Regions from separate parts of the Sus scrofa genome. Here region 2 is linked to region 1. The links are chromatin contacts, called in public HiChIP or PLAC-seq maps. All regions are on one chromosome and are shown on one strand. The core of a region is the stretch at or near the end of the contact, and the rest is flanking DNA. Distances in the headings are between cores, read along the strand shown. Region 1 overlaps RAPH1 (ras-associated and pleckstrin homology domains-containing protein 1). Region 2 has its middle 73 kb from the start of CD28.

Region 1 (7,561 bases), core at 1,538-4,037:
ACTTTTGCAATAGCCTTCCAGCTAGTTTTCTGTGTTTACCTTTCCATTAGTCTCTTATCCACATGACAGCCAGAGGGGTCCTATTACAGATAAGTCAGATCTTGCCTCTCCTCTTTTCATATCCAAAGGCTTTATATTCTACTCGGTATAAAGCCAAAATCCCTACAGTGGCCTGCAGGACCTTACCAAATCTACCTTCCTATTCCCTGCCCCTCTGTGTCTTTCTTCTCTCCCTCCTTTACCTTGTCAGCCATACTGCCTCTCAGTTGTTCTTTGCCACAAGTCAGAGCCCACCTCGGAACCTTTGCACTTGTGTCTCGGCCTGGATGCCCTTCCCCATGATAGACCCCCTAATTGCCTTTAGGGATTGCTCAAATGTCATGTGCCAGCGAGGCCTCTGTAATCACCCTATTTTAAAGCTGAGCTCTTCTTCCTCTGCCCTGTGTTTATTTTTTATCTACCTTTTCTGCTTTATATTACTATTTTTGTCACCTTTTAAAATATTATATATTTTACTTTTTAAAAATTTTGCTCATCTATCTTCTCTCACTTGAATATTAGCTCCATGGGGAGAGGAGTTTTTTAAAACATTTCTTTGATTCTTAATGTATCCTTAGCATCTAGAACATTATTTGGCTCATAGGAAGCAATCAGATTATTTGAATTAACATTTAAATATATGCATGTGTGCCATACATCTTTGTCTAGAAGTCTTGTACTTTAAAATTATCAGCAATTGTTTTCTTTCAAGATGGTGGATGGAGTGCTACAAATGAAGTAACATGTGAAAACTCTGATAGTAAATTTTTTTTCTTAACAACTAAGTTCTTTTGAGGCAATAATTATACCTGTTTTAAAGAAACCCAGGACAGAATAGTTACTTTCACTAAATTTCGGTGACAGAAATACCAATTAGAAAAATCAATTTGAGGTTGGTACTATTTCATCTTGGGGATGTGGATATGTAAACTATCTAAAAATAAAGTAGCTCTGTAGCTTATCTTTCTACCTCCTTGCTCTCTGAAGCCAGAAGTATAATTGCACAACAGTATGTCTTTTTCCCTTGGGCTTTTTTTCCTTGATTTTTGTTGAAATACTCTGCTTCCAGGCACTTGACATGCGTTATCTCATTTAAGCCTCCCACTATCCCTTTGGTAGGGGCATTATTCCAAAAAAGAGATTAAGTAGGTCAAAAAACTGGTAAGTCTGTATTTGAATTCCAAAACTACAACATCTGTCTCCCAACTTTTATCAGTATCTTAAAAAAAAAATAAACTGAAGCAGATTATCAAGAATGATTATTTCCTAAATGTTAAAGAAGGCTTTAGCAGAAAAATATTTTCCATGGATAAACATAAAAATGAATTATAGAATGTTTTTAGTTAATATTCTTTTGAAATCCACCAGTAATGTTCATTTGCCAAGTTTTTAAAATTAGAATTCATTGTAGTTGAAGTAAATTCTAATAAGGGCTCTTTATTATCTAAAGCAATGTGAGGTATATGCTGCAGCTGACTTACTGGTACTTTAGTCACAGTAACTGATAAAACAGTACTTTTCAGTAAGACAGCAGTTTGCAAATTTAAGTAGTAATCTCATGTTATAACTTCATATAAAGTAGAATTTACTGTTACAAGGTTAATGGCAAAACAGACCTTTATTTTCTCATAGGGTATAAACTAATGATTCTTCTGAATTTGGAATTTTATACATGAAACTGTATTTTCCCAATGAAAGAAAATGCTTTTAGATGCTTTGCCTGAAGTTGATGGTGGATTCAAAAAGTTTTGCTGAGTCTATAAGGATACTTGATGATTGTATTATAAATTTTTTGATAGGAAAATATTCCTGAGTATATGAGCTACTAAAACTTTTCAGTGTTGTATATTTCCCCCTCATATGTTTGTTTTGTTTTTTTTAATGAAATCTTTCATGGACACACATTATAACTTGTGATGTAGGCAACACAGCATATCATAGCTTCAGTGTAATTTCTTTGCTTCTTTCACTCTTCAGAACTGTTACAGAATTAAGGTGTGCAGAAATTCTGAAGTATTGGAAGGAAAATGGCGATTGTGTTTATTGTAACATCAGGTGGCACTGGCACTGAAGTCCCAAATTATTCTTAGCAAACAACCTTTTGCTCTGAACTATTAACCAGATTTGGGGAGGGGGGCATGGGGCTTTCTGAAACTTTAAGAGGCTTACGGGACTAAAAGATCGGAGCTATTAGTTATTACAGCGACATTTATTCAAAAATTCTAAGGGTCATGTTGCAGTATCTCGCTTAAATTTATTCACATGTACCAACTTGGTGTTTAGTTCTAGATTTCACTGGCCTAGTGAGATTTATAGAAGGAATGGGTATCCTATGAAAGAAGATCTGAATTCGGTGAAAGCCAAAGGAAAAGCCTGGTTCTCAGAACACAAAACCCAGAGAATACTGGCATGTGTGCCCTGTTCCTTAGTGTGTGGATTTCTTAGAAATTTGTGCAATATTTCCATGAGGAAGTAAAAAAAAAAAAAGCATCTTTATTTGGTTTTAGGTCTTAAAGAAGAGAAGGGGGAATAGAAAATAATATCAGCTGCTCTACTGAGTGCTTAGTCTGTTTGGGACATTTTGCTTTACATGACTTAACCCCCTGAATCTGTACAGTGCATAGTGGAATAGGTACCATTATCTCTATTTTACAATGAAAGATAACTTTCCCGATGATTTAAACCCAGACAGTCTGATTGTAGAGTTCATACAGCAGTACCTGCTGCTTCATCACAGAATTGAGGAAGTAAGGCAAGAATAGACCGACCAGTACTTCTCAGATCCAGACCTGGAGGCAGAACTGGATGGTATTAAGAAGGCAAAGAGGAGTTCCCGTCGTGGCGCAATGGTTAACGAATCCGACTAGGAACCATGAGGTTGCGGGTTCGATCCCTGCCCTTGCTCAGTGGGTTAACGATCCGGCGTTGCCGTGAGCTGTGGTGTAGATTGCAGACGCGGCTCGGATCCCGCGTTGCTGTGACTCTGGCGTAGGCCGGTGGCTACAGCTCCGATTCAACCCCTAGCCTGGGAACCTCCATATGCCGCGGGAGCGGCCCAAGAAATAACAACAACAACAACAACAAAAAAAGACCAAAAAAAAAAAAAAAAGTTGAAAAAAAAAAAAAAAGAAGGCAAAGAGATTTATGCAGTAACATCTCCACCTTGTGGTGTGTTAGTGTAATCCCGAATATATTGTTAAAATTTAACAACTATAAACTAGCTCTAATCTAAATGAATTGAAGCTTAAAAATTCAGATGAGGGCTGGTGGTTTCCCACTCGTGTCATAATAGTAATGTTCTTATTACTCATTTAATTATTTTAGCAGCCCTTGAAAATAAATGTTACCGTTACACCATTTTACACATGAAGAAACAGGTTAAATGTAAGCCTGGAGTCACATTGCCGGTAAATGGCTGAGCTGGGGCTTGAACGCAGGCACTCAGGCCCCAGGGTCTGGATTCTTAACCATCATGTTCTGCTTATTTGCAGTATTTGTGAAGAGCACATATACTTGTCAGAAAGAGATGGATGTGAATCTGTTTTATTGAAACATTAATGTGTGCTCACAAACTTCCAGTTTCTTGCAGTTGTAATCTAAGGTGTTAACTATCAAAAGGAAGAGTTTTATTTTATAACCACCACTTTGGCACAGGGCTATTTCTTGATTATGGTTTGGCTCCCATATTCAGATCAGTGCTTTTCTATACCCCCTCCTCCACAAGATTCAATTCAAGAAAGTAGTGACCCATGACTTACTTTGCAGAGGTTTGTGGAGAGCTTTTGAGAGATTGATGGAGAACTTGATAGATTTATAACAAATGAAAGTTTTTGAATCTGAGAAGGTGTGGAGCAAAACTTATGTGCAGAATTGACCTTTGCATTCGCTTTTCTTAAGTGTTTTGAGCACAGTTTTGACATTTATGAAAGTAGTGATGAAGAAAAGGGGGTAACTTTTTTGTCGTATTTAAATATTTTATGGAAATGGAACCTATTTAACATTAAATAAACTTTCTATCATTTTCATAATCCCTTTTCATCTTTATTAAGGTAACATTTGATCTTTGCATATGCACTTTTCCTGTTGTTTTTGTTACTTCACATGCATGTATTCATTCTTTGGTAAGAATGTATTGAATTTTAATAAAATGTTCCATCATACTGTTTAGCATGACACAAAGGCAGCCATCTCTTGTTGAACACTTTGGATTTTGACTTAGAAAAAAAATAAGCATTTGGAAATATGATGGAAGATTGTGTGAGATTAAATCTAGAGAGAATAGATTTTTTAAAACCTTTTTATTTTGAAATGTCAATTTACAAAAATTTGAATGAGTAGCACAAAGAACTCGCTACTTAGATCCACTAGTTTTTAATGTTTTGCCACATTTACTTTATTATTTTTCTAAGTATACATTTTTTTTCCTGGACTATTTGAGAGTTGGTTGCCTTTATCCTGCCCTTTTAGCCCTTAATATTTAAGTCTTTATTTCCTAAGCATGAGGATACTGGCAATACAGATATAGTAGTCTTCCCATGGGTGCAGTGATTGACACAGTGCTGTAGAATATGTTGAATGAGAAAATGTAGAGAAGGAAAAGTAAAAACAGTCTTGATCTGGCCGGGCAAGTGGCATGAAGGCCAGGAAGAAATAGTTATTCATACATTCCATAAGTATTTGGGCACCTAGGCATTGTGTTGGGTCATAAGGGGTTAAAAAAAAAAAAAAAACCTGTGACCATAATACACAATGTCCTCATGAGATTATAATTTATCATATGAGGAGAAGGGTTTCAGTACAGACAACCAAAGTACAGGGAAAGAAGTACTATAGTAGGAAAGACAGAAACCTTAGTTAAAAGGTCATTGATAACTTTGAGAATTAATTACAGAATGCATTACAACTCAAAGGATGAAGACTTTGGGGAAGAAAGGTGGATGCTAGATTGCAGGGAATTAAGGGATAAGTGTAAGAGGTACACTGTAGCTGAATTCAGGGAACTTGGCAGTGAAAAGTAGAAAATGATAGTTTAAGAAAAGGAGAGTACCCAGAAGAATTGCATATTTTTCTGTCCTTCCACCCCCAATAAGCTGGACCAGTTGAGTATCAGAAATAGATGTTAGAGGGAGAGTACATGGGCTCTAGGACATGGTTAACTCTGGCAGGGAAAAGGGAGAATTTATTCGTATAGGACTGGAGAGAAGGGTGAGAATACGGATGAAGTTATAGGATGCAGTTTAAGGATGAAAATCTTCACAATAAGATATGATTTCTTAGTAATGGAGGGAAATAAGGTCAGATTAAGAGGTGGAAGGGTGAAACTAGAAACTTGAACTGCTTGGAAACTATGTAGAACAAGCTTAGAGGGAATGATTTAGAAGAAAAGATTGAGTACTGCCAAAAAGCAGTTAAGGCCCAGCTGAGGTTCAAAGCATGAATTGGTCCTGGACAATTTTTCTGCATAGTTCTCTCATAGTACTCTACTGTCCAGAACTAGAAGAAGGTTATCCTTCACTTATCAAGGGTTAGGATTATCGGGTTCTTACCTTTTCCGTTTTTGCATAATATGAGGTGCATGCAACTTTTCATTACTGTTTTGTTTTCAATGATTCATTTCAGTGATCTTTTTCTCTTCCTGCCTGATAATGAGAACTGCCCTTTTCCACCTCCTTTACCTATCATTTTCTTCCTTCCTGCATTTTTCACAGCATGCTATTTCTCTGAGATGTCCCAGCAAGCAGGCCAAGCGTCACATTGACTTCACAGAAGAACAGGCTGAGCTGACACCTGTAAGTTCTATAAACATGTCCATGGGACTACTTAAGTATCCATGAGGAGAAATGCATTCTTTAGAACTCCTGATGGTGAAACCTTGTCATGTATCTCAATTTTTGAATAAAAATTAAACCAAGTTTAAAAAATAGATGAGCAAAAAAACAAATGAGCAACTGTATGATACAGTACCATTATGGTAAGATTATCTTGGTGGTGGCTTATCTGATACAGAGAAATTTTATGTTGGAACCTGAAACCATACACTTTTTTTTAAATTCTGAAATTAAGGGCTTCTGTAAATTTCTTAAGATGTTAAAAAATGAAGCTGTTCTTCAGAATGGGGATATCAGGTGTAATGCCTCTTTTGCACTCATCTTAGCTGAAAACCTAATTTCTTCAAAAGTGTATCCTCTGGTCAGTGGTGGACTAAGGTGGATGCTTCAAAGCTGCAGTGTTCCATACGGTAGCCGCTAGCTTTGTGTGGCTATTAAGTATTTCAAATGTTAATGCAAATAGAGATGTGCTATAAAGATAAAAATATATACCTAATCTCAAAGACTTAGTATGAAAAAAAGAATGTAAAATATTTCATTAATGTTTTTGTTGATTACTTTTTGAAATTATAATATTTTAGATATTTTTAGTTAAATAAAAGACACTAATATTAGTTTATTTCATCATTTTCTTTTTACTTTTTTTAAAAATGTGGTTACTAGAAAACTGTACATTTCTGTCTCATACTCAATTTCCATTGGAGGAGTTCCCATTGTGGCTTAGTGGGTTAAGAACCTGACCAGTATCCATGAGGATGTGGGTTCCATCCCTGGCCTGCTCACTGGGTTAAGGATCTGGTATTGCTGCAAGATGTGGAGTAGGTTGCAAATGCGGCTCAGATCCCACATTGCTGTGGCTGTGGTGTACATTGGCAGCTGCAGCTCTGATTCGACCCCTAGCCCAAGCAGGAACTTGCATGTGCTGCAGGTATGGCTATTAAAAAAGAAAAAATTCCTTTGGACAGTTCTGCTTCATTGTCATCTATGAAGCTTAAAAAAAAAAAAAAGAAATCCCAGCTCACCCACCCAACTGAATCAGACTCCCCCCAGCCCTTTTTTTCCTTTCCTCCCCTACCTCCCTCCCTTCCTATCCTTTAAAAACATTGGTAGTAACCCAGTGGATTGATTTCACAACCCGCTAATGTATTATATCCTGCTTAGAGAAAATCACTTCTCCACCCTTATCTCTGGCCTCTCCCCTGCGCTTTAAAGCATCAGCCACACTTAGTGTAATATTTGCATTGTCATCTACCTGTCTCTTCTGCCCAGGCAGCAGTTCTCAAACCTTTCAGCCCCAATACCCCATTTTGTAACAAATAATTTATAACACTGTCTTTACGATCCCAAATGAAATCCATAGATAATATAACCTACCTACATACCTATTTTTAAAGTGAAATTCATGCCCCAATACCTGTTAGAAAGGAGAAATAGCCAAAAATAACTTATAACATCTATTTCAGTTTTTAAATGATTAGCCATTTAAAAACTATATTAAAAGATACAGTAAAATATAGTCAAATCCTACACCTGCTTATAATAAGAACTTTGGATTTAGAAAAGTGAGAATGGAATTCCCATCGTGGCCTAGCAGTTAATGAACCCAACTAGTATCCATGAGGACGCGGGTTCTATCCCTGGCCTTGCTCAGTGGATTAAGGATTCGGCATTGCTGTGAACTGTGGTGTAGGTTG
Region 2 (7,561 bases), core at 3,519-6,018, 250 kb before region 1:
TGCAGATGATGAACTGCAACTGATAATTAGGCAACTTGCCCAGGATCACACAGTGAGTTAGTTGAGCTAGAACTAGAATCTTGGTCTAATTTCATCTGTGCCGTAAACACTATGACTATTACCATTTTTGACTAAACTATATAGATCACATTCTCAGTAGAGAGGACAGAAAAGTAAGATTTTCCCTTTAGTTAATTACTTAATTTTAGTGTCCATATCTAGGAAAGGCCTCAATCTTTCATTGGCCCTCTTTCTAATTACTCTTCCAAGTAAAGTTCAATATCCATATATCCAAAACATCATATTTGGTAGATGACCAAATTTTCTTCCCCAATATTTAACTGATTTATGGCTAACAACCTTATAAAGCACATCAAGTGAAAACATCTAAGCATATATTTTGCAATTCAGTTACATTGGAGGTTTCTCCAGAAAGTTTAAATTCTCAAAAAGAGATAGTCTGTGGGTATGTTATTGAGCTTTAAAAAGTTTGAAAACTAAAATCATTATGGCCATGATCTAAGGGCATGGCTATTTAAATCTAAATTAATTTAAATTAGGGAGTTCCTGTCATAGCTCAGCAGTTAACGAACACAACTAGGATCCATGAGGATGCAGGTTCGATCCCTGGCTTCGCTCAGTGGGTTAAGTATCTGGCATTGCCTTGAGCTGTTGTGGAGGTCGCAGATGCAGCTCAGGATCCCGCATTGCTGTGGCTGTAGTGTAGGCCAGAAGCTGCAGTTCTAATTCGACCCTTAGCATGGAACTTCCATATGCTGCAGGTGCAGCCCTGAAAAAAAAAAAAAAAAGACCAAAAAAATTAAATTAAATTATATAAAATTAAAAGCTTGATTTCTCAGTCATACTAGCCACATTTCATGTGCTCAACAGCCACATATAGTAGGTGGCTACAATATCAGACCACACAGAAATGGAATATTTCCATCACTGCAGAAAGATTGGACAGCTCTTGGTCTAAGGCATACATACAACTCTGGGTTTGACAACTGTCTCAGAAAATTGAGATTATGTATCATGTTTCTATAATTTCTTGTTCAACTTATAAAATAACTTTTTTACAATAGGAATATATTTGGGGATGTTTCTAATTTTAAGACAATCTGGAGAGTTTATTTTGATTGAATTCATTAGAACTTAATCAATGAGATCATAGTCAGCAGATCACTAGCACAAAATTGGTTATTAGTTAGGAACTGCAATATGTACATAATAATGGTGGCTTAAATAAAAGTTGTTTATTCCTTTCTCATATAAATGAAATCTGGAAATATGAGATCATAGACAGTTATGACCCCCTTGTGGGGTTCAGACACCTAGGTCCTTCTATCTTTGCTCTTTATTGCTAGAGTTTTTGTCTGCATTTTCTAATATGAGTTGCCATCCCAACCACATTCCAGACTCCACAAAAGAGGAAAGGGAGAAGTAGGGCATATGCTGTCCCTTTGAAAATATTTTTATGAGTTTACAAATTACCTCTGTTTGAATCTTATTGGCCATAATTCAGTCATATGGCTATCCCTCCATGCCTCTATTCTAGGTATGCCTATACCTAGCTAAAATCCTGTTACTTACGAAAGAAGAGATGAGTAAACATCAGTACAACAGAAGTCTCTTTACAGTTTATGAATAAAATATCTTACAGAAAAGAGTTTTCTACCTTAACAGTTCTTCTCATCAAAGATTCTATAAGTATAATCTCTTATTTTAAACAGTCAAACCCTCAAAATTATGTCAGCAGTCTTTGAAACTATTAAACAATTAAAATGTCAGAATTTTACAAAATGTCTGCTTTTTTTAATTAAAAAGCAATAGACAGAATCACAACATAATTCTAAGAAACAGAATAAGGATCGAGTTAATCCAAATTTTCTGGTGCCTGGAATGCAAACAATTTCTAAGTTGATTTCATATCTTTCAAAACAAGATGTTAAGAAGCCAGCTCAGTGTTTTATATTACCAAACATGTTTCAACTGTTCTCCATTATTTCAAGTGTCTTATTACTAAACATTTCCAATTTATGACTTCAGCTTAATTTTAATCAACTGAACTCCTAAATTGGGGATTTGTTTTTTCTTTCAGTTCCACAATCATCCATTCTTCTGTGTGCTGGAACTGAGCCCAAATTTTCTGCAGATCATCTGTATTCTCCCCTTGCACATAATTGGAGAGAGGAGATGACTACCTTTTTTTTTTGTTTTTGTTTTTTGGGTTTGTTTTTTGTTTTTTGTTTTTTGTTTTTTGCTTTTTAGGGCTGCACCTGTGGCACATGGAGGGCCCCAGGCTCGGGGTCAAATCAGAGCTATAGCTGTCAGTCTACACCACAGCAACTCAGGATCCCCGCCCTCTCTGCAACCTACACAACTCACAGCAACACCAGATCCCCAATCCACTGAGTGAGGACAGGGATCGATCCACATCCTCATGGATACTAGTTGGATTCGTTTCTGCTGCACTACAATAAGAACTCCTGACTGTCTATTTAAATATAAATCCTCAGCAGGTTGCAGGTTCAATCCCTGCCCTTGCTCAGTGGGTTAATGATCCAGCATTGCCATGAGCAGTGGTGTAGGTCACAGACGTGGCTCAGATCCCATGTTGCTGTGGCTCTGGCGTAGGCTGGTGGCTACAGCTCCGATTAGACCCCTAGCCTGGGAACCTCCATATGCCGTGGGAGCAGCCCAAGAAATGGCAAAAAGACAAAATAAATAAATAAATAAAAGTCCTTGGCAAGTTTCTCCAGCTCCCCACTGCCTTAAAAGCAATGGGCAGCATAAAACATCTTCTCTTATCTGGAATTCACTTATCGAGATGTAATATTTGGAAGAACTACTTCACTGCACTGTTTACGCCAAACATTTATCCTTAGATTAAATTACCCTTCAGAAATTCACAAACAGTGTTTTGCCCCTCAATGAATTAATTTATTAATGTTAGCTTGGGCATCATTTTGCCATAGTCAGATATTAAAATATAGTTGAGAAACTTGTTATTGTAGTTACAGTAAAGATGGTAAAGATGGTGTCAAAAAGTATTCACGGACCTGCCCTATGATCATCCAGAGTTATTACTGTTCCCCTCATAAAGAGCAGTAGGTGGAAATCAGCCTGAGGTTGATCTCAGCTGCTCTTACACCTGGGCCACAGGACAATCTTCAGAATGAACTTCAGCACTGCCTACGGAACATACGTTTGGAAGTCAGAGCATCTGACCCAAGAATAAAACCCAGGCCATGACTCCCTAAATAAACTTTAGCCATCACATCTTTGGAAAGAGCCTCAAGTACATTTTGGGGGATAGAAGAGAAGCAGATGATGACAGGGAGTAAACACACATTCATGATGGTTGGGAACCTTGAAACAGAACTAGGAGCTGGATTGTTGCTTTTTAACAATGGATATATCTGCAGGCTGAAGGTCAACCTGGATAATGAAGTTAAGAGAATCTGGATACAGAGTGACAGGGAAAAGGGGATAATACTAATAATTATTATTATTATAACAATAGTTACCTCCTAGAGGAATAAGAGCTAAATGAGCTAATACATGTAAAGCTTTTGTCTAACACATGGTAAACCTTGCGCAAACGATTATTACTCTTATTTACAAGGTTCAAGTCTGCCTTTAGCATTAGCCAAAATGAGCTGGACTTAATATATCATTCAAAGAGCTCCATTTTGGAAGATATATATATATATATCATATATATGTATTTATATGTATGACTGGCTCACTTTGCTGTGCAGCAGAAATCGGCACAATATTATAAATCAACTATGCTTTAGTAATAATTTTAAAAAAGGGTCAAGACATTCAATTAAGCATATAAGAGGAAAAAGAAAAGAAAGGAAGGAAGGAGGAGAGAGGAACAGAGAAAGAAAATTAAGAAGTAAATAAGGAAATAAAATTCAGAGCCTAAATTTAAAGTTAAAAGATTATCTTACAAGGTCTGGCACTTGTCTTGATATGAGTCCCTCTAAAATTGTGCCATACGACTCCACTAAGTTCAGTCAAAGGACATATATTTTAAACCAGTGCTTCCCAGTCAGAGGGCAGAAAATTCCCCAAGAGCTTGGGGAACTATGCCAATGGGTGCCCAATCCACAGATACAAGTGTGGTTAACTTTCTCTGATGTAGCATCAATTACAAAGATGCTGTTGACAAGTATATTCATATAAATTATCTTTGAAGAAATTTTTAGACAAATTTGTTTCAAAGTACTACCAAATTCTTAGAAGCTTCTTGTTATTACTCCTCAAGCAAAAGATACCGTTCTGTGGAAAAGGTGATAAAGAGATAATGTCACAAGAGGGAGAAGCTTAAAAGACAGTCATACTTTTATTTCCAATAATGGCAGGATGAGTTTTTAGATCAACCCTGTTACTAAAAATAAATAGAGCTATGTAGTTATCATGTTATGGACTTCCTTAATGGGCTTTTTTAAACACTTGAGACACCATAATGGATATGGTCCATATTCAAAGAATCCGCAAAGAACATACAGATTGGGAACTAACATAGCTGCAGAGGTGACACAGAAAAATAAAAGTGGGATAAGTTTCATCTGTAAAGTCTTTTAGAAAGACCTGAATTTTGAGCTATTCTTGGAAAAATATGAATTGCCAGAATGATGTGGGGAAGGCATTTCAGGTCCAAGCCCAGCAATTTTCCAGAGGACGAAATCTGAGTCCTGTGTATGGACAGCAAGGGAATGGACTTGGCTAGAACAGAAGGACCCTAATGATCTTGAACAGAAAAATCTACGTTTCTATTGAAAAGGATCGTGGCTGGCACTTCCACATGATCCCAGCACAGAACCCAGCACAGGCCATTTTCTGAATAGTTAATAAACACATTTTGGCTGGTTGATTGATTTAATCTGACTCCAATGCAACACATATTTTATCCAGCTCTTACGCTAATGAGAAATGAAGCCAAAGAGAAAGGAGGGGGTTGGAGGGGTGAATCATCATGTGGAAGGGAATAACACTGGCCATCAATTCCAAGAAACTGGAAAACTGAAACTAACCTCTCTGAACAAACTCTTCCTGGTATTCCTGTTTATTTGGGTCTGTCAGGAGATATACAGAAAAATTCCCCCAAGATCCTGAATTGGAAAGATAGGAGTGACTTCAGTGGAGATACTATTCAGCTGGTTTGCTTTTTGTGTCCCTTGGCTTGCTTCGAGAGTGTGCCTGCTTGTCCTTTCTGCAGGCTACTTTCCTACAGGATAAAGAAGGGTGGCGGGGCAATCAATTCATTATTTGAACTGGCTCGTGGAGATGCTACCCCTTTTCCTTTATTCAACTGAAGGATTGTTTCCTGAGCAATTGATTCATGGTCATAAAATAAGCCAACAGTGTGTTTACCACTAGTCTTTACATTAAATATGAAAATATTTAGATTTGCGTCATCTGTCTCTGTGGCTCTGCATAAAATGGGATTCTTTTGGGTTCTTTTTTCTTTGTCTTTTTAGGGCCACACCCGTGGCATATGGATGTTCCCAGGCTAGGGGTCGAATGGGAGCTACAGCCACCAGCCTGCACCACAGCCACAGCAATGCCAGATCCTTAACCCACTGAGCAAGGCCAGGGATCAAACCCCTGTTGCCATGGTTACTAGTTGGATTGTTAACCACTCAGCCACAACGGGAACTCCCAAAATGAGATTCTTTGGAGGAATCTCCAAATGAATAAGCTAATAAACTAATAAATGACAACAGTATCTTTCATTTGGAAATCCATCTTGATCCTTGCTTTCCTGCAGAAATTCACAATTCCCAAGAATATCGGTTTGAATATTCACACTGTAGTGTCTAATAAAGATTGAAAACCACACAGCAGGAAAAGTGTCATGGCTACAGAGACCATTTTTCTAGATCTTCTCTTTGTCATAAAGACAGATCATCTATGTTATTAAATAAATAAATAAATAAATAAATGGAAATGTCCCAGAATAATCAGCCTCTGGAGGTTATGCAAATTGTTGGGTTAGCTTTAAGATTCAACACTTTTTTCCTCCAGTATACACCAGGGTCCCATGAATTGTTACGGGGTTTTCCATACTAAGGAAAATTTCAAAGTTTCAGATGAAAAACTTCCAATTAAACAAATGCACTATGTCACTGGAAATAAGAGCATCTGTAAATACTTTACAAAATGATTTTCTTTGTTCAGCAGAGGAAGGCCAGATGATGCAATATCTAACTTCCAGCTGCGTGCCCCTCCTCTGGTAATTCAGCTTCTATTAGTGCCATTTGAGAGACCCCTGGCCACTTACTGTGCAATTTTGATGATGCGCTTAAACTCCATTCTTCATCTCATCACTTATGAGGAAGAGAGGACAGAAATTGTTCGAGAATGCATGCGTGTCCATAAAGCAACAGCAAGATGGTTATCCTTCTCTTGGGCATTCTTTTTTAAACACAAACAGCCCCAAAGGAAGAGGGAAATCAGTCAGACACCTTGGGGTATTCAGAGTGAAGGAAATCCTTCCACAGGATGAAGTTATACATCCCACAGAAAGTACATAAACAGCATTACAAGCTGGATATGGTTGTGATTTCTCTGAAGTTTTCCATTTTCCAAGCTTTGAAAACCATTCATCGTTTTAGTGTGCCAAAATACTTTAACTAATAGGTTGGCTGCCTTTAGGAGGTTAAAAGACAGGCAGAGAAAAATTCCCTAAATAGAACACTATGGAAATATTTTAGTTGATTTAAACATATTCTTAGCACTTAGAATTGATAATATGAACAGAGCCAGATGTTAAACGGTAAATTATGAAAATCAGAGTGTTGAACTGAAATAGCTGTTAAATCAGCCATTTAGTGGATGGAGGGTGGAGGAGTGGCACAGTTAATTGCTTGTATTGTGAAGAAGAAAACAAAACAAATGCCTGATAAGATTTTTAATTTTTCAACCTTGTCTGCAGTCTGAATCCAGAGGACTGGACTCTTCCCTACTTTCTAAAACTTTGCCCCAAGATTGATGTCCTGTGTTCCAGTATAATGAAAAAACATTTTTTTTAAGATTTATGACTTGGAAATCTCTCATGCGGACCTTCAAAGGTGTCGTATGTACGACCATGGTTTTGGGGTTGTGGATTAGACTCTCAGATGATGCCCAGTACTTTTCCTCTCCCCTCTCCCATGTGCTCTCTGAACTATATCCCATCACATGCTCCAACACCAAGCCCCCCAAATTAACCATTATTTGACCCAAAGAGCCAGGTGGGGTTTTGTTTGGTTTTTGTCTGTTTTCAAAAGCTGGACATATCCTGTGTTCGGCAGCTATGGGAGAAGCTGAAGGAACTCTCTGATCTAGCCACCAACTTCTCCCCTGGTGTCCATCACCCCTATGCCCCTCCAGGTCATGACGACCACTGGCGTGTTTAGAATTCTCAGATGGAGAAAGAACTTCAAAGCATGAATTCTTCCCATGGTGACACAGCCTATAAACATCTGTGTTCCATAACTATGAGCAACAGAAAAAATGCAACCATTTGAGGATACACTTAACATTCCTGGGACTCTGGACATAA

The links. HiChIP or PLAC-seq counts read pairs in DNA pulled down with a chosen protein or histone mark.
Region 2: a contact with region 1 is called in an H3K27ac HiChIP or PLAC-seq map of skeletal muscle, with 10 times the contacts expected there. The contact joins two enhancer-like sites. A contact is called at or near these places in 3 of 47 Hi-C or Micro-C datasets (embryonic fibroblasts, mesenteric adipose tissue and skeletal muscle) and 1 of 2 datasets of contacts at active chromatin or transcription factors (skeletal muscle).

Annotation. Positions count from the first base shown.
Region 1 is chr15:106,942,512-106,950,072 of Sscrofa11.1, reverse strand. All of the region lies in intron 4 of RAPH1 (ras-associated and pleckstrin homology domains-containing protein 1), which reads left to right. Among named protein-coding and RNA genes, the nearest start is that of RAPH1, 52 kb to the left of the region's middle. Within about 2 kb of position 2,787, at least 15 of the 83 cell types and tissues checked have an H3K27ac peak or open chromatin away from gene starts, as enhancers often do. A contact at or near this core is called in skeletal muscle, where this site is marked.
Region 2 is chr15:107,197,113-107,204,673 of Sscrofa11.1, reverse strand. No RefSeq gene overlaps it. Among named protein-coding and RNA genes, the nearest start is that of CD28, 73 kb to the right of the region's middle. Within about 2 kb of position 4,768, at least 14 of the 83 cell types and tissues checked have an H3K27ac peak or open chromatin away from gene starts, as enhancers often do. A contact at or near this core is called in skeletal muscle, where this site is marked.